Linked DNA regions of Mus musculus: regions 1, 3, 4, 5, 6 and 7 are each linked to region 2. A link is a contact called in public ChIA-PET, Hi-C and HiChIP or PLAC-seq data. All regions are on one chromosome and are shown on one strand. The core of a region is the stretch at or near the end of the contact, and the rest is flanking DNA. Distances in the headings are between cores, read along the strand shown.

The links. A called contact is a pair of places that touch in the nucleus more often than the background predicts. ChIA-PET counts read pairs in DNA pulled down with a chosen protein or histone mark. HiChIP or PLAC-seq counts read pairs in DNA pulled down with a chosen protein or histone mark.
Region 1: an H3K4me3 HiChIP or PLAC-seq map of embryonic forebrain shows a contact between it and region 2, with 4 times the contacts expected there. The contact joins the enhancer-like site here to the promoter of Lhx9 in region 2. A contact is called at or near these places in 5 of 39 promoter capture datasets (the 3T3-L1 cell line, embryonic stem cells, hippocampal neurons and 1 more), 1 of 484 Hi-C or Micro-C datasets (the N1E-115 cell line), 6 of 115 datasets of contacts at active chromatin or transcription factors (astrocytes, embryonic forebrain, embryonic hindbrain and 3 more) and 2 of 9 other capture datasets (adipose tissue and liver).
Region 3: a contact with region 2 is called in an H3K4me3 HiChIP or PLAC-seq map of embryonic forebrain, with 4 times the contacts expected there. The contact joins the enhancer-like site here to the promoter of Lhx9 in region 2. A contact is called at or near these places in 5 of 39 promoter capture datasets (the 3T3-L1 cell line, HPC-7-derived erythroid cells, cranial neural crest and 1 more), 5 of 115 datasets of contacts at active chromatin or transcription factors (embryonic forebrain, embryonic hindbrain, embryonic limb bud and 2 more) and 2 of 9 other capture datasets (adipose tissue and liver).
Region 4: a contact with region 2 is called in an H3K4me3 HiChIP or PLAC-seq map of stem cell-derived neural progenitor cells, with 30 read pairs. The contact joins the enhancer-like site here to the promoter of Lhx9 in region 2. A contact is called at or near these places in 14 of 39 promoter capture datasets (the 3T3-L1 cell line, the C10 cell line, the HPC-7 cell line and 10 more), 1 of 15 datasets of contacts at CTCF or cohesin (the NIH/3T3 cell line), 1 of 484 Hi-C or Micro-C datasets (bone marrow-derived macrophages), 18 of 115 datasets of contacts at active chromatin or transcription factors (the 230-238 cell line, bone marrow-derived macrophages, craniofacial prominence and 11 more) and 4 of 9 other capture datasets (adipose tissue, liver, macrophages and 1 more).
Region 5: an RNA polymerase II ChIA-PET map of effector CD8 T cells shows a contact between it and region 2, with 5 read pairs. The contact joins the enhancer-like site here to the promoter of Lhx9 in region 2. A contact is called at or near these places in 1 of 39 promoter capture datasets (hippocampal neurons), 1 of 484 Hi-C or Micro-C datasets (embryonic stem cells), 3 of 115 datasets of contacts at active chromatin or transcription factors (the NIH/3T3 cell line, effector CD8 T cells and embryonic forebrain) and 4 of 9 other capture datasets (adipose tissue, embryonic stem cells, liver and 1 more).
Region 6: a contact with region 2 is called in an H3K4me3 HiChIP or PLAC-seq map of forebrain, with 7 times the contacts expected there. The contact joins the enhancer-like site here to the promoter of Lhx9 in region 2. A contact is called at or near these places in 9 of 39 promoter capture datasets (the HPC-7 cell line, cranial neural crest, embryonic stem cells and 5 more), 12 of 484 Hi-C or Micro-C datasets (CD8 T cells, LSK cells, the P5424 cell line and 9 more), 11 of 115 datasets of contacts at active chromatin or transcription factors (the NIH/3T3 cell line, T-cell acute lymphoblastic leukemia, embryonic basal ganglia and 8 more) and 3 of 9 other capture datasets (embryonic stem cells, liver and macrophages).
Region 7: a contact with region 2 is called in a Hi-C map of the N1E-115 cell line, with 3 times the contacts expected there. The contact joins the enhancer-like site here to the promoter of Lhx9 in region 2. A contact is called at or near these places in 4 of 39 promoter capture datasets (the 3T3-L1 cell line, the C10 cell line and pre-B cells), 2 of 484 Hi-C or Micro-C datasets (the HPC-7 cell line and the N1E-115 cell line) and 3 of 115 datasets of contacts at active chromatin or transcription factors (embryonic forebrain, embryonic hindbrain and embryonic midbrain).

The regions. Positions count from the first base shown.
Region 1 is chr1:138,497,790-138,501,268 of GRCm38.p6, forward strand. It overlaps Nek7 (NIMA (never in mitosis gene a)-related expressed kinase 7), which reads right to left. Exons shown (of 10, transcript NM_021605.4): 9 at 787-900. Among named protein-coding and RNA genes, the nearest start is that of Nek7, 120 kb to the right of the region's middle. Within about 2 kb of position 1,857, at least 54 of the 459 cell types and tissues checked have an H3K27ac peak or open chromatin away from gene starts, as enhancers often do. A contact at or near this core is called in embryonic forebrain and forebrain, where this site is marked.
Region 2 is chr1:138,841,168-138,845,052 of GRCm38.p6, forward strand. Lhx9 (LIM homeobox protein 9) reads right to left here and starts at 1,277. Exons shown (of 5, transcript NM_001042577.1): 1 at 641-1,277. The coding sequence starts at 814.
Region 3 is chr1:138,383,595-138,387,383 of GRCm38.p6, forward strand. No RefSeq gene overlaps it. Among named protein-coding and RNA genes, the nearest start is that of Atp6v1g3, 110 kb to the left of the region's middle. Within about 2 kb of position 1,842, at least 53 of the 459 cell types and tissues checked have an H3K27ac peak or open chromatin away from gene starts, as enhancers often do. A contact at or near this core is called in embryonic forebrain and embryonic limb bud, where this site is marked.
Region 4 is chr1:139,207,431-139,211,316 of GRCm38.p6, forward strand. The region is part of intron 11 of Crb1 (crumbs family member 1, photoreceptor morphogenesis associated); the gene reads right to left. Among named protein-coding and RNA genes, the nearest start is that of Gm41960, 42 kb to the left of the region's middle. Within about 2 kb of position 2,596, at least 43 of the 459 cell types and tissues checked have an H3K27ac peak or open chromatin away from gene starts, as enhancers often do. A contact at or near this core is called in embryonic basal ganglia and stem cell-derived neural progenitor cells, where this site is marked.
Region 5 is chr1:138,559,054-138,562,407 of GRCm38.p6, forward strand. It overlaps Nek7 (NIMA (never in mitosis gene a)-related expressed kinase 7), which reads right to left. Exons shown (of 10, transcript NM_021605.4): 2 at 2,650-2,732. The coding sequence starts at 2,706. Among named protein-coding and RNA genes, the nearest start is that of Nek7, 59 kb to the right of the region's middle. Within about 2 kb of position 1,863, at least 60 of the 459 cell types and tissues checked have an H3K27ac peak or open chromatin away from gene starts, as enhancers often do. A contact at or near this core is called in effector CD8 T cells, where this site is marked.
Region 6 is chr1:138,344,214-138,347,674 of GRCm38.p6, forward strand. No RefSeq gene overlaps it. Among named protein-coding and RNA genes, the nearest start is that of Atp6v1g3, 72 kb to the left of the region's middle. Within about 2 kb of position 2,083, at least 39 of the 459 cell types and tissues checked have an H3K27ac peak or open chromatin away from gene starts, as enhancers often do. A contact at or near this core is called in embryonic basal ganglia, embryonic forebrain, embryonic limb bud and 2 more, where this site is marked.
Region 7 is chr1:138,534,512-138,538,001 of GRCm38.p6, forward strand. All of the region lies in intron 3 of Nek7 (NIMA (never in mitosis gene a)-related expressed kinase 7), which reads right to left. Among named protein-coding and RNA genes, the nearest start is that of Nek7, 84 kb to the right of the region's middle. Within about 2 kb of position 1,845, at least 53 of the 459 cell types and tissues checked have an H3K27ac peak or open chromatin away from gene starts, as enhancers often do. A contact at or near this core is called in the N1E-115 cell line, where this site is marked.

The DNA of each region.
Region 1 (3,479 bases), core at 607-3,106, 340 kb before region 2:
AGATGTCCAAGACTGTGGTACTTTCATAGGTAGGTCCCAGATGAGAAGTCCCAAATGAGCCCGTAAGCTCATCTTAGATGACCCGGGACACTGCTACTCTGCACGCCCCTCAAATAATCATGATATATTAGGATAAAATGGAAGACACTGTTTAATGAAAAACTGGATGTTGGGGAAGTGCCAAAACAACTCATTCCAGTGCATTAGCAGGGCAAGCAAGGACTCAGAGCTGAAAGCCTTTGAAAACTGCCAGTCCCATCCAACGTATTTTATAAACAGGTCTAACACAGTAACCTTAACACACTCACCCAGAGGAATGTGGCTGAAGCAGTGAGGGGTGATAGATAGGACAGATATTGCCCAAGGAGAAAGGAGTGAGAAGGAAAAAGGCTCAGAGACAGGTGGCTGAGAAGTACACAGTTCAGATTTGGGACACACCAGGAGCGAAGGTCGACCAAAGTGAGTTCTCATTGTTCTCTCGTCTGAGAGGTAGGGCCTGAGAACACATGAGGCTGGGGGCGGGGGGGCAGTGCTGGGTCATAATGCTTGCCTTCAATGGGTTTATATCAGGAAAGCCAACTATCTATGGTTCTCTCACATGTTGCGTTGTGGCCCACTCCAAATCGTGAGCTGCAGAGTTAATCTAACAGCCAGGTTCAGAAGATGTAAGGAATCAAAGCGCTCTTTCTGCCACCTGGACATCCATCTGTGTTTCTGAGTAAAGGAAAATCCCTTAGTAAAGCACGTTGACAAAATGAACCTTCGTATGGGCCGAAGGGTCCTCACCTCCTCCGAATAGTGATCTGACGGGAGAGGCGGGTAGTCACACTGCTCTATCTTCTTACACAGAGAATACAAGTTCATCTTGTCGCCGTAGAAAGGACTCTGCAGTGCAGCCATCTGCAAGACACTCCCAGTGAAACTGCTGTACGTACAAAGTAACTCTAAAGGTGAGACCATCAGGTACAGGGCACTGAGGTAGAAAATAATTACGAATACTTAAAATAAAAATTAGATGATCATTTTGATTTTTATGATTACCCTTTTCTGAGCATTAAGTGTGAAAAATATTAATTTTATTTTTCGAAACAGTTAAAATTCCTTAAGAGAAATAGCTAGCATAACTCATACAACGTAAAATAATATTAAAAAGATGGAAGATAATGTGTGTGTGTGTATACAGCCATATTTCATCACAAAACAGCTATTAAGTGGTATGGCTCAACTATGTAATGATCAAATACAACATAAAGATGATATCAAATTGAATTGAATAATTTAAGGACTTAGGGAACAGACAGCACGTCATTTCATCATACATAGTATATTCTTTTTTAAGGTTATTTTATGAAAGAAAATATTTTTATATTGTAACTGATCCTTAAATAGCTTAAATGGTAACTGTTCTTTTAATAACATCTCAGAGACATTTAATGTGTTAAAAAAAATCCATAACTCCTAAATAGAATTCAAAGTATCCAAAGGTGATTTTTTTTTTTAATGCAGAAAAAAAACATGACTTCGTGGATGAACCACTTTAAAAGAGACATTACTGAATTTCAATGTATTTTAAGACATGGTTTCAACTTGACATTTAAAAGCACAAGCAGCTACTTGGTAAGCAAGGTTACAAACTAAAAATTCAATTTAAAATGTTCGCATCCTGTTCAAAACCTTCTCAGTCTCTGAGCCGCAGCGGCAAGAATACAACATGGCGAGGCGGGCTGCCCTGGAGTCAGTCACCCTTTTCTCCATGTGCTAATAAGTTTGATTTTGGAAGGACAATGTGTACATTCCCCAGACAGGCAGAGTGTGTGTGAAACACGCTGGTCCATGCTGTGCTACTCAGTGAGCGTCAGTGGGGACAGGACAAGCTGAAAATGGCTCTCATCTGTCTTCTGTGCTCCAGGCTGGGCTTTAACTCCTTCACAGCCTCAGCCAGGAGGGGGACAGGATTAGAAATCCCGGCTGGAAGGCAACTTAACATGCACTCTTACCTAACCCACATTTCATATAAAACCTACACACACTCTCACCGAATAACCTTGGGAATGAATGTCCCACAAGACGAACATAAAATAAATAACAATTTAAATGCCTTAAACACACAACACTGAGCAAGAATTTCTAAAGGAGGACCCACCATCATAAGCAATGTTTACATTTAAAATGCATGGACACTATACGATTAAGCCAAATGTTAAAAAAAAAAAATGCCACCTTAAAAATACACTGTCGATATGAGCTCCCATCTCTCTGCTTCCCTAAGACCTTAAGTAAATGTACATCCATTTTCTATCATATGATAGGAGTTCATTATATTACTTTTGTCTCAATACTGCAGAGTGTTAAAAAAAAATCTGAATGTCCCCTAAGGAGTTAAACAGGAATAGTATATTTTCATGCATCTCCCGCTCTGACAGATGAAAAATGTCAACTGTCCTGTTTTTATTTTCAAGCTTTTGCACTATTCATCTGGTTCATTAGTGCATCTTGGCGCTGCCCCTGACAGCTGCTCGCCCTCTCCTCCCAGCAGCTGAATTTTTCAGGCTAATTTGATCCTCCACACTGAGACGATCGCTAGAATGATTGACTCGCTCTCTGACCTCCAGGGTCTGACTTTCCTCATTAGTATTCTGGGGGTGTCGGAGGGACGAAAGCCCACTGTCTGTCTTCGGGCCTGGTGGCAGCTCTCTTTTTTTTTTGAACTGTAAGCCACCAACCTACAACCCTGTAAGGATGCGATTGCTGCACTGAACAATAAAGGAAATGTGTAAAACCTACTTTTGCATGTAAGGTCCATGTAGCAGAGCACAGCATCTTGATTTTAATTAGTAAAGTCTACTTTGTTGCATATCAATTAAAACCGCACTCCTGGTTTCTTTCTTTCTTTTTCTTTTTTTTTTTTTCAAAGGTTTCGGGAATATTTGAAAGTCTAATTTCCCCGAGTTTAAAGTACGTTCTGAAAAAGGGCTTCCTACTCCTTCATTGTTAATGGTAATTTCTTGGTGGATTATGGTAGAAAAATACATCTATCTGATGCTACAGATAGTTCTGAAAAGCTAAATTACACCAAAAGGTAAATGAGGACATATGGAATATGAAGACAGATTAAATGTTTTGTAAAAGTTCCCAACTCTTGCAGGGGGTTGGGGGTGGGGGTAGTTCAAGAAAATGCAGTGAGATTGATCCTAAAATGAACATGGGAAACACGTGAAATTAGCCAGACATGTGTTCCCCGAGAATGAACGTGGGAAGGGTCAAAGGAAGAACTTATTTTGGTGATCATATATAAAAATGGATCCTGCCTCTCAAAGGTAATTATACAATGTGGATAATTGTTTCAATTTTGATACTGAGATTGTTAGCCTTGAAAGAACCAATAAACTTCTTCCTTTCACACTAACTCAGCTCAGCTTTTCATCTAATTTGCCGGTGCTAAATTTCTTCTCATTTTTAGGAACTCATTTCCTACCTAC
Region 2 (3,885 bases), core at 27-2,526:
ATAGTAGATTCCATCTCTTGAGGTTGTAGCGCTCATGTTCTTGCTTTTAGACTAGGGACCCGCTCCTTCGCATTTTATTTGATTTGATTTCCCACTATCCAATACACTGGTCCCATAAGGAAGAGAAACGCAATTTTTGTGACGACCAGAGCAGCTGAACTGTCCTGCAGAGCCCCTAACAATCTCTGGTTTCGGGTGCTGAGCTCCGAAGAATGGGAAAAGGACCAGAACGTTGAGGTCTACTCTGAAGGTCTTGTCTTCTATCCCAGGGCAAGGACGCCAGGCCGGTAAGTAGTCCCCCTATTAACTGCACCAAGGCTTGCCCTGGGGGCGGGCGGATCCGGCCTGGCGGCCAGGTCGCGGGAGACTGGAGTTTGTGGTTGGCAGGGAGCACGCCCGCTCCTTCCAAGGCCCGCTGCCCTGTCGGCTCGGGATCAGCTGCTATACAAAGACTGGAGAGCTCAGGACTACAACATCTTAGACACCTCGATTCGGAAAGGGAACCTTGCCTAGCAAGCACGCCTCTCGTGAAAACCTTGCGAACATCCCTAGGCAAAAGTCCCCGGGACCCGCCATCCCCAACCTGGGCGGACCGGGAGACTCGCTGTTTCCCGGGCGCCGCGCCCGGACTGGTCCTTACCGCGTCGCGGCCGTTGAGCTGAGTGCCTTTGGTCAGACGGGCCTCAGTCTTGGATCTGCGCTCCATCTCCTCCATGATACCTTGGATGTGGCCTCCGGAGATTCCGTGGAAGAGCATGGCTGGGGGGCGGAAAGGACACGAATTGTTTTCGGCTCGGCACCCCACTATTTCCATAAACACACGCCTGGGGCTCTCAGTTCATTCGAGTGAAGAAGCAAAAGCGACCGCACAGGGCTGCGCGATGCAGAAGCGTAGAGACGCGTTGGGGAACAGGGACAAGAGAGGAAAGAAGAAAACGACAGAGTAGAAATAGCTCTACTTGAGAGGGAAAAGACCGAGGCAAAAGAACGACGGGGAAGGGGGCGGGGGGGGGGGATATCCAGGGTTTTCCAGAAGGAGATGTGCAGAAAACAAACAAACGCGGACGGAGGGAAAAGCAGGCGATTCTAACTGCAGCGAGAGATCGAGTTACTAATGGAAAACAACTGCCGAGGGGGGTTGAAGTGGGGGGGAGGAAAACAAAATCTAAGGAAGAAAGAAAAATAGTTTTGAACACAAAGAAAGAGAACGAAGTGCTAGATTCAGCGGTCCCCGGCTGCCTGCAAGTTCCCAGTGCCTGTAGGTTGCGTTGGGGACTGCTCCAGCCGGAGCTGTGTCCAATTTGTTAAGAGACTAAAGCCAGCCCATTTTTGATAATTTAGTAGGAGGAGTCCTCTCCCTGGAGCTGCCACGGATTTTTATTCAGACAACAAAGACCTGTCATACCTCCTCTCAACCCCCTGGTGATGGGCAAGCAGGGACAAACATTACAAAGGGGTGGGGGACTGGGGGAAAGGCAGAAGGAGGGGGTCTTTACCCCCTCCCCACATGCGCGCCTGCACACACACACACACACACACACACACACACACCCTCAAGCATACATCTTTCCAAGAGTTCCCAACAGTCATGTTTTCAAAGCGGTAAAGGAGCCCTTATTGTCCGCATCCTGGATTTGATCCTAGTTTATCCGACCCCAGCCAGGAGTGCACAGAAGATCAGTTCCAAACCTTAAGTTTCCTTCTCATCTACAGACTTTTTTAAATCCCCGTTTTACAAGACTGTCACCAGAAATGTATAAAAACCCCACAGACTTTGAATCACTCCACGGAAACGGTACTTTTAATGTATGCTCCCTTGCTCCCCATCTCTTCTTAACTTACTTATTAAAAGCACTCTTCAGACAGTTGTCTGCTTGCCTAACCTCCCCGAGGGCAGGCGGTGCCACCAGGCTCTGAGACGTCCACCAAAGTGAAAAAGGGGCGTGGAGAGCCTACTTTTCTGAGTAATACTTTTGGAAATATATATATTTACTATATATATATATACATATATATAGTAAATTTTTCGAGTGTACAGGCCAGGACATGCTTTTGTAGACTGTATACTTAACAGAACCTTGACCGTGGAGCGGGTTACTCTTTTACCTAATTCTAGATTGAAGGTAAACTTGGAATTCTAGAGTCCCCTTTGGAATTTGTCACCGTGCACAGGTCTTGGGTGAGCTGGATGCCCGACTAGGGTAGGACGACGAGGCAATAGCCGCTAGTGTTCCACACACTTAGAAGGGTGTGAAAGAGGCTCTGGGTGGAGGCGGGGAAGTGAGAACTAACAGGCAGGATGGCAGACTGCTCCTCACAAGAGATGGTATTGTTCTGTCGCCCTCTGTTCTAGTTAGCTCGGCCCTTCCCCTCCCTCTGGACCCATTAAAACGTGTCCACAATACCGCAATACTCTGATATTGTGGATTCACTGAAACGACCACGGGGTGGGGGTGGGGGGAGTCCTAGGATCGTGATGCCAGGAGCAGCGACGGGAACTTAATCCGAAAGGGAAGAAAGCCTGGCCGCTCCCGCTCCTCTCTGCCTGCTCGCCAGTCTCGGCTTCACCACCACTTCTCGGGCTTGCGGGCGAGCATCGGGGCTTCTGTCTAGAAAGCTGGAGAAGCACCCCGCGGCACCGCCGCCTCCCTCCACCCAGGCGGCTCCACGTGGAACTTTAACCCAATCTGGAAGGAAGGCTGAGGAGAAGAAGCTGGGGAAAGGGGCTAGGGAAGGAAAGGAAGAAAGAAGAGAATAAAGGAACCGTGTGAATGAGAGGGGGACTTAGGAAGAAGAGAGCGAAGGACGTGAAAGTGGAAGGAAGAGTCGGAGAAGAAATGAAGAGGAGGAAACGACTCCCAGTGCTGCAGCCTAACTTCCTGTCCCAAAGCTTCACTTTCTGGGGCTCCTGGGGTCGCTTCTTCCTGAAACTCAAGTCTCCACTATTTCCCCACCTTTTCCCCTTTCTGGGTCAAAATAAAGTTATTTGCAGAGTGGGCGCTTTTAGGGTCCTCTGGGTGCCAGAATACAGCTCATAAAACACAATTTCACACAAAAAAAATGAAGCCAATCAAGTGAACTAAGCTGGAGAAGTCCCCCCTCCCCATTTTGGCAGCCCTACCTGACAGCAGGACGGCTATTTACTGTAAGTAATGTAATTAGCCCCTTTGGATGGAAATCAATGAGCTCTCTAAACCCACGTGCACACAAGAAGGGCCTCAAGGAGGGGCTGGGTCAGGGGCCCTTTCAGAGACAGCAGGTCTGCTCACAAAGGGGCAGATTGCCTTCTTACAAGTCAGCAGTTAAACTGACTCAGAGCCCAAGGAGGAGGAGGAAGAGGAGGGGTCTACCCAAGGAACTAGTCAATTAACCCAAGGAGGCTAGAAGCCCAATGTAAATATAGGACTGGGGTCCACTCTACCTAAACACTCCCCATTTTCAGATGGAAGTGTTTGGAATTGGCCTTGGATGTTGGATATTGCTCTGTCCAGCAAGGGCATTAAAAAATAACAATAATAACAAAACCCTAAAACTAAATGAAGGAAAACTTAAAAACAACTCTCAGGAAAAGTCATAAGTTTGGGCCAAGCACAAATATATCTTGTAAGCCTGCGTTCATTCATTCATTCTTTCATTCATCCAATCTGCTTTCTCTACACATATCTTTAAATTGTCTGTAAGGAGAAGCAGGGTAGAGTACTTCTTACCTCTGTTTCTAGCTGAAAACTAACAAGACTGTTCTTTCTTACAAAACTCCAGTAATACATTCCAGGGCCAACAGAGATTGGCCCCTTCCAGAAAGAAGCCAAAAGCCAAGATTTTTTTTCTTTTCTTGCTCTGAGAATGCAGGAAGTCTTTGGAAAGGTGGGAATGAAGCAGGGGTCT
Region 3 (3,789 bases), core at 592-3,091, 460 kb before region 2:
TTTGTCACATTCAGTGGTCAAAACAAGCCACAAAGCTATCCCAGATTCAAGGAAGAGGCAATGGATCCCAGTTCATTCATTGAAGCTGACAAGAGGAACAGATGGCAGGTAGGCTTCACTTTGAGATTGTCATGATCAAAAAGACAAAGAAGATATCGAATCTGAATACTTGCTTGTATCTTGACCTCTGAAGATAAAGATCAGTATATATTTCTAAGAGGCTTTTAAAAAATGTCCAACAGTATACTTGCCACAGGAGAAAAAGGAAATCCACCTCTTGTCTGTAGAATTAGACAAGCTTCTAGCCATTTTGTCATTGTTGCTATTGTGTCCCTTGGTGTGATCTTCATATTAAGTCCTGTTTCCAAATAATACATAGTGTAATACATAGTGGGAAATAACAAGAATAGAAGCCGTCCCTACTGAATCATGGAGGTAACAGAAGCTGTGTCTAATTACAGACACCCCCTAAAAGCAATGCATTGGCATCCCGGATACTAGGCAGAGGACTAAAGATGGATTTCAGTGTTAACAGTTCTTATCTTCCCAAAAAAGTGAATTTATCTTTGACATCCAGTGGTTGTCCTTATGAGGGACAGTTACCCTAATGGGAGCCCTTTTAAATCTCAGTATGTGTCTGGCAACAATTGCAGGCTTCCCAGTACAGAGCCTACACACCCTGTTTCACAGTTTCCTCTGGTGCCTGGCCTACGAAAACTTCTGCATAGAAGAGTGCACTGTGTAGTTAATTGTTGAGCAAAGCAGGTCCCTGAAAATATACCTACTTCCTCTTTCAAATAGTCGAAGAGAATCAGTCCTCTGCTGGGGAAAAGTGACTGAGAGGGTAGTTACAGCAAACAGCAAGAATATTTAGAAAAAAAAAAAAAAAACTCCTCGTGGAAAGGAGATGTCTGGAGGTGGATTTCCACTGTGTGAGAAAATACACATATAATCATATAAAACTGCACATACAAACATACATATATGTACATATCATGTACACTAGACAGAGGGGGGGGAGGTGTTAGAAGCCAAACTTGTGTAACAGGTGATCAGTCATGCCCCCACTTCCTGTGATATACTTTCCCCCATTATTTTCCTAAGACAAGAAAACTTTATGCATTTTTAAAATTCTGAACTAGAGCCAAGCAAACACCCATAACGTGAAAATTAATTTTAAAATCTTGAATAAAAAACATCTCCAAAGTTGTCAGCATTCGTACGTAAACCTGGACCAGGGACGCACTAACCTCAGTCACTCTGAAATGCAATTTGTGATGGAGAAAGAACAGCTTATGTACTTTTAAGAGCAGGGCTAGCATGAACAAAGAAGAATGGTCCTGCCCAGGTCCACATCTCCTGAGAGCAAAGGCAGCCTCGGAAACTGACAGTACACTCAAAAGTTCCTAACCTTATGAAAATTGCAATCCGTACTCTTTAAAAACCGATTGATTTTTATAAATCAGTCTCCCAGATCCTAGAACATCGTGAGTGGGTACCACAAATTAGAATCTGCAGAATCAAGAACCCATCAGTTGGCCCATTGACACGATCCCATATTTACACTCATTCTGTTGTGGGATTTGGGCTGTGGCTTTTCTTCTTTCCTCCTCAGACTTACTGCCTGTGGTCTCAGAGTTAACCCGTTAACGCCCAAGACTCTGTGGTCGGGTTCCCGCATTTTATAGTCTGACAGATATTCATCTCCGGCTCTCAGCTTGCAGGTGGGAGCCTCAGCCAAGGAGCTTTGTGTCAGAAAATCAGCAGCTGCTCGTATATCACACTGGTCATTAGTGGAGGATCATTCTGGACCTTTGCCCACAGCTCCTTGCTACGGCAGGGGAAGGGCTATAAAACCCTAGGCCCTGTCAGCCGTTGTCACTTAGGTGAGAATTTATCAGGTCTCCAAGTGCCCTCTGACTGGATTATTATGAATAATGAATGAAGCTTTATGCTACACTGAAGCATTAATAAGATGGGAATGACTGGGAGAAACTCGGGCCGCACAATCACAGGCGCGCGCCGGGTGAGCAAGATCCACAGCTGGCGGGCCTGCCCAGCACAGCCTCTGCGAATCTGTGACTGAAGCGAGGTCCTCCTTTAATTACGGATCAAGCTTTGCTTTACAGCCCGAGTTTTAGCCTGTGGGTAGTAATAAAGAATCAGGGATGAAGCTGTGTGCATCTGTGCTAGGCAAAACCAGACCAAATAGAATTTAGCTTCCCTTCATTAAAAAAAGAAAAAAAAAAAAAAAAAAAAAACAACCCAATGTCAATCATCTGTTTTACTGTCACATTAGAGTGATAGTCAGCTGTGGAAATACACACATGTATAAAATTTCTAATGCATAAATACGGAGTCTATTGTGATGAGGGGGTGGGGATTTTGATGGGTGAATTCAACTCCTTTTCAAAATGAGGCTACTCAGTGTCTCACATATATAAGAATTGAACAAGAAAAGTAACTTGAAGAGTCGAGACGAGCCAAAGGCAACACTCACCTCACCGAAGAAACAGTGACCTAAAGGAAACCACATTTGGGGATTGTGAGAATTAGAGTCCCTCCCCCACTCCCTGCAGCAGAGCCAGATCCAAGACAGACGGACACCACTCAGCCCCCTTGGCTGGCACCTTGGCAACCATATCAGAACATACTGGTCCTAGAAGGATACCTAAGCTTTATTAAAACAATCAAAGCCTCATAAGGATGTGTGGCTAGAGAACAATGCCTGACTGAAGGAGCTGACATATAATCTATGGATCTGATAAACAGCTGAAGTTTCCCGGATTCTGAGAGCCATAAACTAGATGAGACAGCTGCTGGTGTGCTTTCAGCTACAGACTCATGTACCGGGGCCCTTGTAATTCCATCCTTTCCTGACCTTTTTGAATATTGGGTAATTATGAAAAGTGAAACTAAAATATATAATATTGCCACACTGATAACCTGAATCTCTCAGTTCAGAGTTCTAAGGAATGGGGGTATGGATAGAGTCTCTTCCCAAGACAGTGACATTACTTCCAAGATGTGGTCCATCTATCTCTGACTCTTTATTGTCTGTATGACTTGAAACACCCTCTGAACCTCTCTCATTGGACTATGTCCTAAGACTCATCTAAAGTAGCAGTTGTAAGAACCACAGTTTAAAACCACGGGGAACCACTGGTATAGCTATGAATAGAAGGAATTCACAACCCAGAAGATGTTGCAAAGAAAATGCTATGCAAGCCCTCTTCTGCTCTCTGTATCAAGAAAGAAAACCACCCCTGGTTTTTCAGGAAATGGAAATGATAAAATAAAAGCATTTAAACCTAAGTACCCTGGAAACATCTATTTGCCTCTTACTGTGCTTTTTCCTGTTCATTTCTTGGGTGGAACCTAGATGAAATGATTATTTTCTTCTTCACATTATTTATGGCTTAAAAATATACAATGCTTTAGAATGGAGGGGAATTTTGAGGCACACAAGTTTGAATCTCCTCGAATTAGCCTTCTCCCTAGAACACTCTCATGGTTAACATTTTAACTTCACACAGTGTTTATGATATTCCCCCATCTCTACCTCTACTCCTCCCCACTGACAATATTACCTGCCTCATTAATTTGGTATTTAAGCAATAACCTAGATGACTCAATATTCATGTGTCAAATTTATCTTCCTAAAATTTTCCCAGATAGGCACCGAATATTATGTTTTATCTGGCATCACAGAAGACAGATTCTTTCTCAAATGCTTATTGGATAATAATTAATAGGTATTTGTTGTCAGTCAGACCACATGCAAGTTCC
Region 4 (3,886 bases), core at 1,346-3,845, 370 kb after region 2:
GCAGTCAAATATGGATCGCCTTGCATGTCAGTTGCCCTTCTTATAATAAAACCTGTACCTTATTCTTTTCTCATACATCTTTCTTCCACTTTTATTCAGCAGGCTGAAAGCTGCTATTAATTCTTTTTTTTTCATTAGAGAGAGAGAGAGAGAGAGAGAGCGAGAGAGAGCGCCAAATCTCTGGCATCCTCGTGGCTTATCACATATTCCTTCCGCAAAGGTAATCTAGTCTGTGTCATTGTATTTATTGCCCCCAAATCAAAACCAGTTGCAAAAGTAATGAAGGTCTATTGGTTTGTGCGGACTTAATCCGTGTCAGAGGAGCTGTAGGAGCATATAAGGATCATTTGACCAGTAAAAGGAAAGCCATAAAAATGATCAAAAAGCCAATAGATACGCTCAGAACACCAAGCTTATTTTACTGAGGATTTATGGCCAACTTAGCAGAAAATTATTTGGTCCAAGTCTACATTCAAATAAATCCCTCAGTAATTCAGCAAAGATTCCAACCTCTGGGGTGTGTGTGTGTGTGTGTGTGCGGGGGAGGGAGGGGGTGACAGCCTCCTATAATGAGATAGCCTGGTAACCCCTAACTTGCAGCACATGTAGTTTAATTTTCAACAGTTGTGAGACTGCAGTAAATTCAGCTTTTGAATCACTAGTCCCACTTATACTCAGACCTGCACTAAATTACCGGGGCACGAATGGCGTTGGTGCTCAGGAGGCTGCATCGTCCCTTTGACATAACTAAGTGTTTATTAATCAAATTGGACTTAACTATGGGACACACCCCAGATGGCAGCAAGTGCCAATTCCAGTTGTGTCCCCTCCCAGAATAAGTGAATGTCGGATAGCCAGAATCTGCCACTCCGTGTCAGCTTGGCCCCAACTCAGCTCTAAGGGTTGTATTTTATTGACCAGAATCAAATTGACTTCCCCTTGTGTAGGTGATAAAGTATGGTGTCAAGTCACCCATGTAAAATGTATAACTTTAACTTTGACAGCCTGTCATTGAAGTCCTTGTTTATATAATCGATTGTGCCATTTAGTCTATTCTTATTTTAAAGAGAAGACATAGAACTAAAACCCATTGTGCATCTGTTTCATTGATGGATGTCTGTACACTGCACCTCCCTTTAAATAATCTTGGGAGTGGCTATTTCTATTGTCACCGTCGACTTTCATCAAATTATCAGACTTTCAGGTGTAAGCTCTGCCTTGTGGAAGACAAAGGATGTGCATGATGCTATGTCGGGAAGCTTCCCACAGCCCAGACATTGCTTTTCCAAGTAGACTTGGTACATTTGAACAGAGGACACTGTGCTCCTGGAGGTGGGGTAGGTCTGCATTCCCAGTCAGCAAAGATAGAAATCTTCACATTGTGAGGAGTTCTTAAAGTTGTACTCAGTATTAGAAATAAAGAGTCCTTCCCAAAGTTGGTATTTCAAATTGGTAAAAGTCTAAAATTAGCAGAATTGGAAAAAAACCATGTCTGAGTTTTCTAACAGTTTTTCCCATTGACCAAATGCCCAACTGGGTACATAATTTGTTTATATTAGCACTGAGAAGTTTTAAGCATTTCTTCTTGGAGGAGAGCAAAGGCAAAATCTAACAGCATTTCCTACGAACATAAAAATATTGTCAAATTTCAACAGATCTTTATCTTTAAACTTGAGCCAAATTATAATAGACTACTAAAAATTAGATCTGATAATGTAGCTGAAATTACATTTGACATTTCTGAGTCTCTAAGTCTATGTGATTACATAGTGTGTATATCTAAGTCTATGTGATTACATATGTGTGTACAGTGATTAGAGTATTTAAAGCATCATCATCATCTTTTGAAATAATATATCTGACACTTGCTCAATAGAGTGTGAGGAGCAGAAGACCCCTGTCCCTTCATGACAAAGTGTCAAGGACAAGTTACAAAAACCACCTCGTTACCAATGATCAATTTTCAAGAGCTGCTTTGATAAAATGAAGATCAGAGCCATTACTTTCTCTTCAGCTGAGACCTATTTAAGAAAATTAAATAATGCCCCTGGAGCATGTCACTATAGTTTGCTTGTCCAGTTTGCTAGTAATATTCTCAAAACAGGATTTTCTTTCCAGACAATTTTATTGCTAAGGACATTTTTCTCCTATCTGCAGAATGCCAATATTTGACACTCTCCCCCATCCCACCCGAATTTTGAAGTAATTGTTAGAACCAATATTACCTTCCCTATGTTAAATGATCTGAAATCTGGGGAAGCTTTTGTTTTCTTAAGTCTCCCAGGGGGATTTAGAATGAATTCATGCTCTGAATGATTCCTGTATCTTAGATCACACCCATTTACCCCTTTAGAACGAGTTTCCCTGGGTCCTGTAATTGTTCACTTCAGTCACCATTTAGATTATTCACCTTGGGGATGTGGCTGGCCTAGGAACCCCAGGGAGAAATCCGTGATTAGTCACCACCTTGAAAAATCCTCCCCAATTCTGTTTACCAGGATCCGCGCCAATTCTCCAAACGTGCTGGGAGCTCATGTTCTTTTCAGGGTCACTCTGCCTGCACAGCACAGATTAAACACACAGCCTTGGTATTTTCAGTGTTGTGAGGAGACACATTTACATTCCAGTGACAGCACTGGGTGTCAAAGGAAGCCATCTGCTGTGATTTAACAACAGTGGGATTTCTCCACAGGAGAAAGCAAGCCGCGGCACAACTCAGCTCAAGTCCTCGTCTTTGTGTGGTCCACATGATAAAACTACCATGATGTAAAAAGAAGTTTTTATACTTCAGTGGGTTTGACTCGCTGGTCCTCGGTCACTGAGTTTCATTGCCCACTTTTACTAATATTCAATTGTTACTATTTTAAGGATCACTTTCCTAGTTTCTGGAGCCTAGAATAAGCGTGTCCTTTCTACTACAAAAATAACATCTACATCTTTGGTTACTAGTACATTCGATCCAGGTGATTCATCTTTCTAACATACAGCTCATTATTGACAATGGAGTTACCCATGAAATACTTCAGAACTAAAGGGTGGTATAAAGAAAAGGGGAAATTAATTACACACTAAGGATCTAATATGTTCTGGAGTTACTGCATGCCATCACATCTAAATTTTCACTATTTAATAACGTAGACTCTGTTTAAAGGTTATCTAAACAGTTTATCCAGAGTCACACAGCTGGCAATCTGAAAACTTGGTATTCAAATTACACAGTGTGTTCAATCACACACAGCTGCATCCTCTGGAGGAAACCAAAGGAATATAAGGCCAAATCTACCCTGTAATTTCAGTTGTTGGTAGTGCGTGGCATATTTACACGGTGACATGGTTGGTTGTTCAAGTTTCTTCTTATGTGGAATACTTTCATAGTTAGTCATGTTTCCTGGCTTGTCAATGTTCTCTTAATTCTTTTAGGGTGTTGCATAGGAGAGCAAGCTTCAATAGAACAAGCTCGTGGGTGGAGAGGTTTTCTTTATGAGTCCTAGGAAGGTGCCTAGTATACAGCTGTGACTGAGAAGGAAGGTGTCTATAGTGTGTGTGTGTGTGCTCGTGTATGTTGTGCACTGAAATACTTAGCGGAAGAACAAAGAAAGAGACCCATAATTCACAACATTCAGTCCTCTGTTTTTAACACCCAGCATGTCTCTCAAGAAACAAAACAACTAAACAATGCAGAAAATCTTCCAGGGTTGCTGCTCGTAGACAACAGCTCTGTGCTGCTCGCAGTCTTAGCTGAGCCTAGCAGGCGGTGGTTAAGAAGGTAGCGATTCACAGTGTCAGGAAACAAAGTATCAAGCCATCAGCTCGCGTTTTAGGTGCAGCACTTAGATTGCAGCCATGTATTGCTTCCAAGTGTAAATACTAACAGGGAAGCGAAGAA
Region 5 (3,354 bases), core at 613-3,112, 280 kb before region 2:
TACAGTCTGAATTAAAGGAGGAAAAGGGAAATCTACTGTCTTACAAGAGACCTGAGTAATGAAAGACAGAAGAATCAAATAAAATGTCCAGTCACTGCTCTCTAGATGGTAATGCGTACCACCTAGGGGGGAAGAACAAGAAAGCTAATAAAAAAATCTGCCTTAACTTCACTAGAGAAGCAGCAATGCAAATAAACAAATAAACAAATAAATAAATAAAAACACACAAGTTCCATATTCTAAACCTTAAACACAAAGGGCTTCATACCATACTAAAAATGCAAGCACAGGTCCCAGGCTATGTGTGGGCTTATAGGCGCCTCTCGAGTAAGGAAGAGGAGAGCCATGCTAAGAACATACACTGCTCATCACTCCATCAGACCTGGTGTCCATGCGACACACAGAAGGCTGACTTCTTTAGGTTTCTGTTTGTGTCCACGCTGCCATTAGCATTACAAAAGTGAAGGGGTCACTGGGCTAACCATATGTTACCATATCACCCCCATTATTCAGACCAATGGTGTGGAACAAAACAAAGGGAGGTTGTCAACCCTAAGCCCAGGCTGTCCTTCCCTGTCTTTTAAAATGCTACGGAGAGCAGGAACATTTCTCAAAGACTTAATAAGCAATAACGCCTATAAGCTCTTGTCAGGTAATCTTTCTTTCGCTGTCTCACACCATCAGTCTGAAGGCAGAGGGGAGGAAAGGGGAAAGCCCCTCCCTTCCCCCCATATGCCTGCCACAAGGCAGCCAAGCCTGGGATGACACTTGCCTGTTTCCAACAGGGAAAGTGGTCGGTCCACCCACACAGGAGCAACAGCAGGAGGCAGAAACGAAAGGACTGGTGTGAAAAGAGATGCAGAACCGGTCTATGATTTTGAAATTTAGACTGTGTGGCAGCCTAGTGTCTCATAAGAAAACAATTACTTTCATTTCTGCCTCCTACTGCCGCCCCGACCTTTCTTGGTTGGCAAGTCAGTAGGAGGCAAAAAAAAAAAAAAAAAAAAGAAAAAAAAAGGGGATTTTTTTTTTCTTTGAAGCACAGGACCAGCCAAAACTGTGAACTTCAGAATCACAACATGAACTCCCTAATTTTTAGAGGTGTTCTTTTATTGTCTTTGCTAGGAACGGTGTAATAATGGTGTCTCAGTGTCTCATCATCGGATGAGATGGCATTAAACTAGGTAGAGCTAATACCATTTGCTTATAACAATCTTGATCGTGTAACTTAAGACCGTTACAAAGTTACAGATAGACTTGATAGAGCCAATCCTGAAAGCAAAAGTATTCTTGCTCTAAATGGTTTTTCTCAACACTGAAAACTCAAGTACAGAGAACATAGCAACACAACGTATATTAAATATATATATTTGAGAATGATTAAACATGGTCCTTTTAAGGGCATCCTGATTGGCTTCAACTCTGTATCTACCTGAGCCTTACTACAAGTAAAAAAAAAATAAGAGCTCAGCAGTGTCCAAAGTAAATGTATCCTTTCTCACAAGATTTAGCTTAATAAGAAGAGCTAAGGAAAATGCCCACATGAGCAAACGAAACAAAGATAACAAAGATTCAGGAAACACCAGAACAAACATCAAGATCCTCCATCAAGTTTCCGTGGGAAGACCGGGAGTTGGGACAGGCCCTACGGCAGTGCTGGCGCTTTAGATGGTCCCGGAAGGATGGACCAGATTTTAAAAACTAAAGAGCGAGCAGGAAGGCGTGTAGAACATGGGTGAGTTCAGGGAATCAGCAAAGACAGTTTTCTGTAGGCTGCATTTCTGAGCTGTGCTGCTGGGAGAAGCCAACAGATGCACTGAAACGAATGAAACCACAGACTAAGCAAGTGTGGAGACCAATATGGGCGTCACACATGCCCGCTTTGGGAGTCAGTGCGCACTGCACGCGGAAGTCTGTGGGGACGTTGCCACACACCCACTCCACTACAGATTTCACTTGTAAGTCCTGTCGGGTCCTCAACACTGAGAACCTTTGAGCAAAACCGAGGCAAGGCCAGTGGAGCGTAAGTGAGGGCTGCTGTAGAAGACCTCTCAATACCAGGCTGAGAAGCAGCCTGTATGAACGACAGTAGGGACAATGAGGTGCCACCTGGGAAAGTGAAGCTTACACTGTAAGCATCCATTGCATATGGGGCTCTGCGGGGCACCTTAACAACAAATGCTGGGAAACTCCAAGTTGAATTTCAATAGTATGTATACACTGTTTTACAAAAACAATTTACATTACAAGATATAAGGAATAACATAATAAAAAAAATTCAGACAGAGAGAGAGAGAGAGAGAGAGAGAGAATATGATGGAAGTCAAGAGCTGCCAGCCAAAGCAGAAGTGGGTACAAAATGCAGAGACACTCCTAAACCTCGCCTCCCCTCCCCTCCTCGCCTCCCCCAGACTATCAGTAACCCTCAAAGCCAAGAAGTCAAGAGATGAACTCATAAGCTAGAGCTACCCTCCTGTCCTGCTGAAGACGAGGACCGAGCCTCAGGAAGCACGTAGAAGCCAGTAATTCTGACTACAACTTGGAAATTCAAAATGACCACTTGGCCGCTCCTTGACTGCGGCTTACTTGATTGGTTTACTCCCACATATTTAACAGAGAGACACACTTATCCCTGCTTAATTAAATTACCTGTGGCTGGAACTGAGTAACGGGCGGCCCTTGCATTCCTTGTGATTGTTCATCCATTCTGACTCAACTGGGACTTCAGGATTCTGCAAAAAAACGGAAAGCTGAAATTTAAAGAACGCAATCATTACCAATTCACACCACTTCCACGGGCCCGACACATGCACGGAGATATGATAGATTCCTGTGATGCTTCCGAACAACTCACTAAGACACCCTCCGCTTCTATTGCTGACACCTGCTACACCCAAGCTCTGTTTAGTTCACATAATCAGACACTAGCACACCATTTCCACTTCTCCGGGCAAACAGATCAAGGACATCCCATGCTTGAGGGAAGACTAATAGCACACAAAGATCCCCAGACTAGGGCTAAGCGCCCCAGCAACCCTAAATTGTATCTATTCTTTACATTCTAAAAATACCAGCACATCTAATACTTTACTAAAATAATACTAAACTTTCCTTTAGAATACCTTTTAAACAGTAGCAACAATATTCTGGATATAGGTCATTTGCACTGCAAATTTGATCTTCAGCCACACGAGTTGTCGAAAACCTTCTCAATGGTAAACAGAAACTCATCATTATAATGCAGTCAGTCTAGATCATCTACTTCTCTCTGATGAATGTCTTATAAGCTACTTACGAATCAGTTCCCTTATATAAGTTCCCCCATTTTATTTATTCTTTAGTCTTCCATATTTA
Region 6 (3,461 bases), core at 833-3,332, 500 kb before region 2:
TTATTGTAAGCATGACATAAAACAATTGTGTGCCTGGGCTATGGCAGCAACTCAGTGGCCCTGGAATGCGGTTTTGTCTGTCTCTCTTATTCTCATGTTAGGCTTCACACGTTTGTTGCTTAAGAGTGTTCTAACCCCTTCCCCACCAGAGAAAGGCACTAGTCTACCACACCGTGGCTAGATAAGTTATGGTAACAGCGGTTTCCAGTCTTTCTATTAAAAGAGATTTGTCAAAGTCACCATACCCAGTTTAACTTGGGCACTGATTCACTGCCAGCATGAACAAGAGAAAGAAAAGAAAGAAACAAGGAAGGAGAGGGGGAAGGGAGGGAGAAACAAAGGAAGAAACGAAGGAAGGAAGGGAAGGGAAAATCATCTGATGGGATGGTTTAACCTTTCAAATATCTGAGCATTCTCTGGAGAAGTCAAGTGGTCTAAGAATATGCTTGTTCATTCATTCATTCATTCATTCACTCAACAAACATACTAAAGGTCCCAAGCACATATGAAGGACAGCAAGCACATAGGAAAGGTACCAAGCACTGTTGTCCGTACAGACCCTGCAATGGAACAAAGAAAAGATAAATTACTCCAATCCAGTGGATCTTACTCTGTTCACTCTCTTACCTAGAACCAAATCACATTTATCTATCCCCTGAAATGATAAGCTTGGGTTGAGAGCCCTGTGATTCCCTGCATGGCTTGGAGCTTCGACTGCTTCTCTAACGCCTTGGTTTCCAAGCCTGAGTGCCTGTGATAGTTGTTGGACACAGTACTGCCTGAGGATACTACCTTACTTTGAGTCTCTCGGCATAGTTAACTACCCCCAACAGGCATGAGTAGAAAGGCTGAGTTATGGGTATATCTTTTATGACTCTCAGCTAATCATAGCCATCAAACTTCTTCAAGTCACAGGCGACCAGCTAATGAGACCCCATTCAAAACAGCAAAGCCCACCTGGAATCAGTTAAGCTGTTTGGGGACCCACTTCCTGTTTCCTGAGCATCAACATCCCCTGATTATGAGCACAGCCCTCAATCACAGGATCCCAGTGTGCAGACTGTTCTTGGCTCCAATAAAGTCTGCTAGAGTTCAATGTGGCTAATATTTTAATTCTCATATGTTAAGGTCCTAGCATGTCCAAGCCGCAATTCCGTGACAATATTAAACGGGCTGTCCTATCATGTCAACTAGACTATCCCTTGTCGACTTCAGATTTGTCACTTGAATATTTAAAAACCAGACTAAGAGGAGATGAAAACTTTAGAACAGGTCCACACCAGCTTTGTTTCTCTAACTCAGTGATGGGTTAAGGTTTTCTAGCTCACGGATGGGATCTGAACACCAAGCTGGTAGGTATGAGGGACATTGCAATGGCACAGATTTCTGTTCCTGTACTCCAAAAATAACCAAGCATTCCTGCAAGGTCAACTATCAGATCCGAATCCTACCCCGATTCAAATGAAATCTATTTTCTCCCAAGCATCCGCCTAACATCACTCTGGCTATCCACATTGATGTCCTAATGCGTCTATTTGTTTCAAATGATTCATCTTTATACAGTTCAGTGCATTCACTACGATAGGGAGCATTGTCAAGCAGGTGGCCGTGAGGCTCATTCTCTGAAGGCTAAAGAAAACCTTTTTTTTTTTTTTTTTTTTTTTTTTTGTTATTCATACTCCGGTATCCAGGTTACATCTTGATAATTACTTTAAAAACTAAGAGTAAAAAATGGCAGATGGAATGTTGTTGCTTTTCTTTCTCCTCCTCTTCTCCCTTTATGTCTTCACATTGTCAGGATGGCTCCATCCATTTAGATGGCAAGGCGGGCTCTGAATGAAGGCAGACCTGCACTTCCTCAGTCATCTCTCCAGTTCAATTACAGAGCTTTAGCGGGGCTAATTAGCATTCTTCAGAGCGGGAGCTCTTTGAGTGACAGGTAACCATGGAGAGTCACACTCTGGGTGATCAGCAAGAATCTAGCATTTCTTTTTAATTAAAAATTAGAAAAGCCTTGAAGAAAAAGCTGAGCGTTTACTGCCGTGTGCCGCTGCTGGTCCACGGTCGCTGCTGGGTAGAGGATAGCAATGGTGTCAGAGGGAAGTGGGGACCGTTTCAAAGGGAATCCAGGAGGATACCACAATAGTCTGAAACGGGGAAAAAATGTTTATCCTTCACTCTGACAACGGACACCGGAAAGAAAGCATGGAAAGACAAAAGATCGGGAGTTCTCCTCATATTACTCTGCTATCCCCTTCAGAGTTTGAAAAATAACGTTGTACTCAATAACAATATTTTTTTTCTGCCCGTCAAATGTTAGATTTAGCGCTTTGGCATAGCATTTGCAGTTATATAAATGATCCATGTTTAGTAACCACTGATTGGATGGGGATGGGAAATGTAATAGCCAACTACAAATATTAACAATTGTTTCAGTCCTGAGAATATGCAAAGGCCCTTTAGTGTGCAAGCACCTCGCCTGCTCCGACCGAGCACTTGAGACAGCAGAGAGTCTTTCCAGTGGAGTGACTACCAGGTCCGAGAGGTGAGTGAGGAACGGTCAGCTTAGCTCAGTAGCCCACGTGTGGGGAAAAAGTAAAGAGAAATCCTGGAACATGTTTAAAGCACTCCATAATCCCCCTACTCAAAAGCACGTAAGTGAACAATCTGGATGATCAGAGTTCGTTTTTATTTTTTCCCAAACTGAAAAGAAAAGGTTATATTTTCTTTCTGCTCATATCCATCTTATTATTTTTAAATTTAATTTCAACCTGCCTCTCCCTTTCCTGTTTTTACCCAAAAGTAGAATTGTAAAAAAACATTCTGTGGTGTTATTTCTGGCCAGTATCAAGCCAGGAAGCTCTTGCAATCTTGAGGGAGTGCCTGATCCTGAGAGCTTGCCAGCCTTCCTCCAGCTAGGTGGAAGAAAACAAAGACACTCGATACTCTATGACTTCTTCCTCAGCGCTTGTGGATGCTCGCTTACTTTGGGAAGATTCACAGCAATAGCGAATGATGAGAATAAGTTGCATTAATTCACAGGCACATGCGTCCTGGTTCCCCTTCTGAAAACTAGTGGGTTGGTTTTTTTTAAGGTAAAAGTTGAATGAAGAAACAGATGTTAACTCCAAAAGTCTTTCTCCTGCAATATGTAGCAATGGGCATTCCCCATCAAACTGCTCATGGAACACTCCTTATAGCCATGCTCTTTAAAATAACCCCTCAACTTTTGAGATTTACACAAAACTAAATTTTACTCCATAGCAGTATTCTCCTCTCAAAATTCAAAAATCTAACCTCAATAAATTTAGCTTATGATTTGCTTTTGATGTAAAAGCAAGTGGGAAAATTTTAAAAACTTAAGTTCCATAAATTTCAAACATAATTTTTTTTCAGAAATTATTTTATAGCTAATAGAATTCTACTGGAGGAGGAAGGGCCATTCTCACACAGGAGCATCA
Region 7 (3,490 bases), core at 595-3,094, 310 kb before region 2:
TCTCTTCCCTCTACACACACACACACACACACACACACACACACACACACATATACATCTACATATGTATCCACACACTCACACAGATGCAAGCTTTATTTGCATTTATTTACTGTGAATGTCCAAAAGAACTTTATCTTATGTGAACACAAAACAACAAAAACCTTAGATGCTTTTCCTCCAAAGGCCAACAAACAGCAGAGTATATACTGGCACTCACATCTATTGCTCAAATAACCAGGATGAGGTGATGGTCAATAGAATACTACAATAATAAGCAATGTACATTGAACAGCTACCATATACTGAGTGTATTTCATGAACCATCTAATTCCCATCTAATCCTTACAAGGATAAGAATATTCCAGTGCTGTAGATGAAGAAAAGGATGCTTGTAAAACGACTGACAAAGGGTCAGGCAGCTCATCAGCGGGGCAAGCAGCATTTGTTGTTAATTATTTCAGTAGCAAACCCCCACTCTGCTGGTACAGACAGTTCTAATGGTCTGACCTGTATTCTTGCTGGGGGGCGGGGAGGCTGTAAAGCAAAAAGGGTGATGACTGGTCCTTTGACAACCAGGTGGAAATTTTATTATGTTAAATACTAAGTCCAGGTACATATAAATAGACATTCAGACACACTACATTTTTGGCATTACGTTTTCAAGAAAAGAGTGTGGCTCTTTGAGCTGCTATGATGCAGAAAAGGAGGACAGAAAACACAAAAACATATAACCAAAAGGATGTTCCTGTATCTTTGAAAATAAGAAATTTCAAGGCTCTAAAATGTAAAAAAACAATCTTTTTTTTTTTTCAAATCTTAGTTCTTATACTGCAAGCTGATTAAACTCATACAACACTATTTTAACGAATGACATTTTTAGTCAACAAGTTGAACTAAGTCCTACTACTTCAGTCAGGTAGATGTGTAGGTTGAAGTAGTGAGGGAATGCCAATCTTTGTACTTAGGGAAAGGATACTTCACACCTTCCATGTATATCAGAACAGCAGTCGCTAGAGGTTAAGAAGGGCTTGAGGGTGGGGGATGGGTAACAAGGGACAGTTACAGAACAGGTGTAGGTTCTGAGCATTCTAGAGCACACACTGTACGACAAAAACCATAGCATAATAACTGATTATGCATTTTAATTTAAGGAGGAATTAAGAGAGCTGCGTTTGTAGCTTCCCAACAACAACAAAAACAAATGACAGGAATTATGCTGGTCTGATAATCACATACTGCACACATGTAGTAAATTATCAATGTACACTATAAAGATTTATAATTATGTCCCAATTAAAAACAGTAAAAATCAAATTGAGAATCTTAATTTAAAATTTAAGACAAGTACAACATCCATAAACCTATTAGACTAAATAACTGAAGCCCGGCCCCTTCCGTCTACTGTAGTGACTCATACAGTTTTTACAGTAAACAGAGACGCTGGAGGAGCAACTGGCCGAGGGGAAAGGAGGCAGGCGAGTGGAAGGTGAGGGTTTTTGCCTGTTGTTAAATCACTGTCTATAGAGGTTAGAGGGAGAAGGGATGGATTGGCTATAAATGAGCACCAGAGTCAGGGATGAGAAGAAAGCAACCATGAGTAAAATGTATCCAGTGTCACCCTTCCTGAAGAAACAAGGAACCCTACACACTTAGTCGGAGGTAATTGTCAGCTGTAGTCTTAAACCAGTCTGGGATACATTACACCCTGTCATATTTATCTATCTCCAGATGAACACCAAGAGAGATGACTAATTCTCGCCTAATGATGAACACTGATACTGTTCTTAGAACTGCTGGTCACAGGGCTTGCGATAACTAAAGCTTCTTAGAAGAGTCAGTACTTTGGGTAATCATGGAATCCCTGTGGGGGAACAGCCCAAGAGAAAGAGAAAGGAGAGTGGCGGCCTCGATGGTTAAAAAAATCAAAGACTCACAGAGGCAGAGCCACAGATCTGAATAAGCAGCGCCTCTTAGACGGAAGACTGGCTTAATAATAAACGTCTGAGAGTGAGAAGCGCAAGTACCTTTGAAAATCACACACGCACACCTGGATGCATGCGGCATGGAAATAATAAATATTTACCTCAAATTATGTTTCAGCCAATTTAGAATTGTGAGTTGTTTTATTTTTAACTGACTTACTTTTTAACTGACTCTTCAACAATATCAAAAATTGCTCTTTAAACCCTGGGGAAAGATACTCAGTCCTGGTGCATTTAATGTGACAACGCTTTCTGAACCAAATAGATTTACAAATAGATTTAACTGGAAACGTGCGTCTTATCTTTCTTTAGTCAACATGTCAAGACAAAAGTAAAGGCTGAATCTTTGGAATAAGTCATTCCCAGCACGGAGTCAAAGCTGCCTGGTGATTTAATGAGCAAGGGAAGACAGGAAATAGAAAACGATATGGGGTTTTGTAAAAAGAAAAAGACATTTTACATAACACACGCGTACAGGAAGCATTTATTTATTTTCAAGCCAAAGTTTCTCTGGGCTTCAAAACTTATTTTATTCTTGGTTAAAGCAGAAGTTATTAGTTGGTCAAGTAGGTAATAGCTGATACATTCTTGGCATCCTCTGAATCATTTATAAAAGATTTTATCTGCCAGCTTCAAATTTTACCCAAATTACTCATCAAAAGTTAACATCAATTCATCTTCAAAAAAAGAATCATTCCTGTAACTTAGTAGAAACATCTCTAAAAACACATGTATTACACTGTTATGAAATCACACATAAAATGTAGTAAAGATGCATATACACACACACATACATGTGTACATTATATATATTCACTATATATATTTATATTTGTATTTATATTGAGCTAATATATACACATGTACACACATATACTTTAAATCTCCCACATACAAACTACCTCCTGGCCCCTCCTACTTTGAAGGATATGAATAAATGAATGGAGTAGCTTGTCCCTGCACTAAGTAGCCTTGTCTTCCGTGTGACAAATCCTCACTCCTCCTTCAGCCTTCACACCTAAGTACACCTCAACTCTTCTCCATGTTTTGCCCAATTATCCCTAATGTCAGGAGAAGGCTTCCACCCCTCTATTCAAGCAACCCAATGGCCAGCCAGAACCCTCAACCTTTACTGGGGGACCAGGCAGGGAGGGAAGGAGAATCTTAATCTGCCTTCTCCATAAGGTTCTACAGTGGTGGGTGGGAGGCACTGAGCACAGCGATTCTGAGACAAGCACCACCCCCCACCCCCCACCCCCCAGTGCTGGAAACCTCTCCAGTACCTGCTTCCCACTCATCAGCCTTCTCTCATCATGCTTACCAACTTGCCCAGACGAGACGTTCAGAGGCCGAGTTCCCTTCCCTGCTCAGGGATTCCATAAGGATCTGCCACATGATAGAGAGCACCTAGACACCTGGTTGTGTCCACAGTTCTCCCATAACTACTGAGAACTGACTCCAGGGGGTGCCCTCTAACAGGCTTCTCAGACAGGGGAGTCTGACTT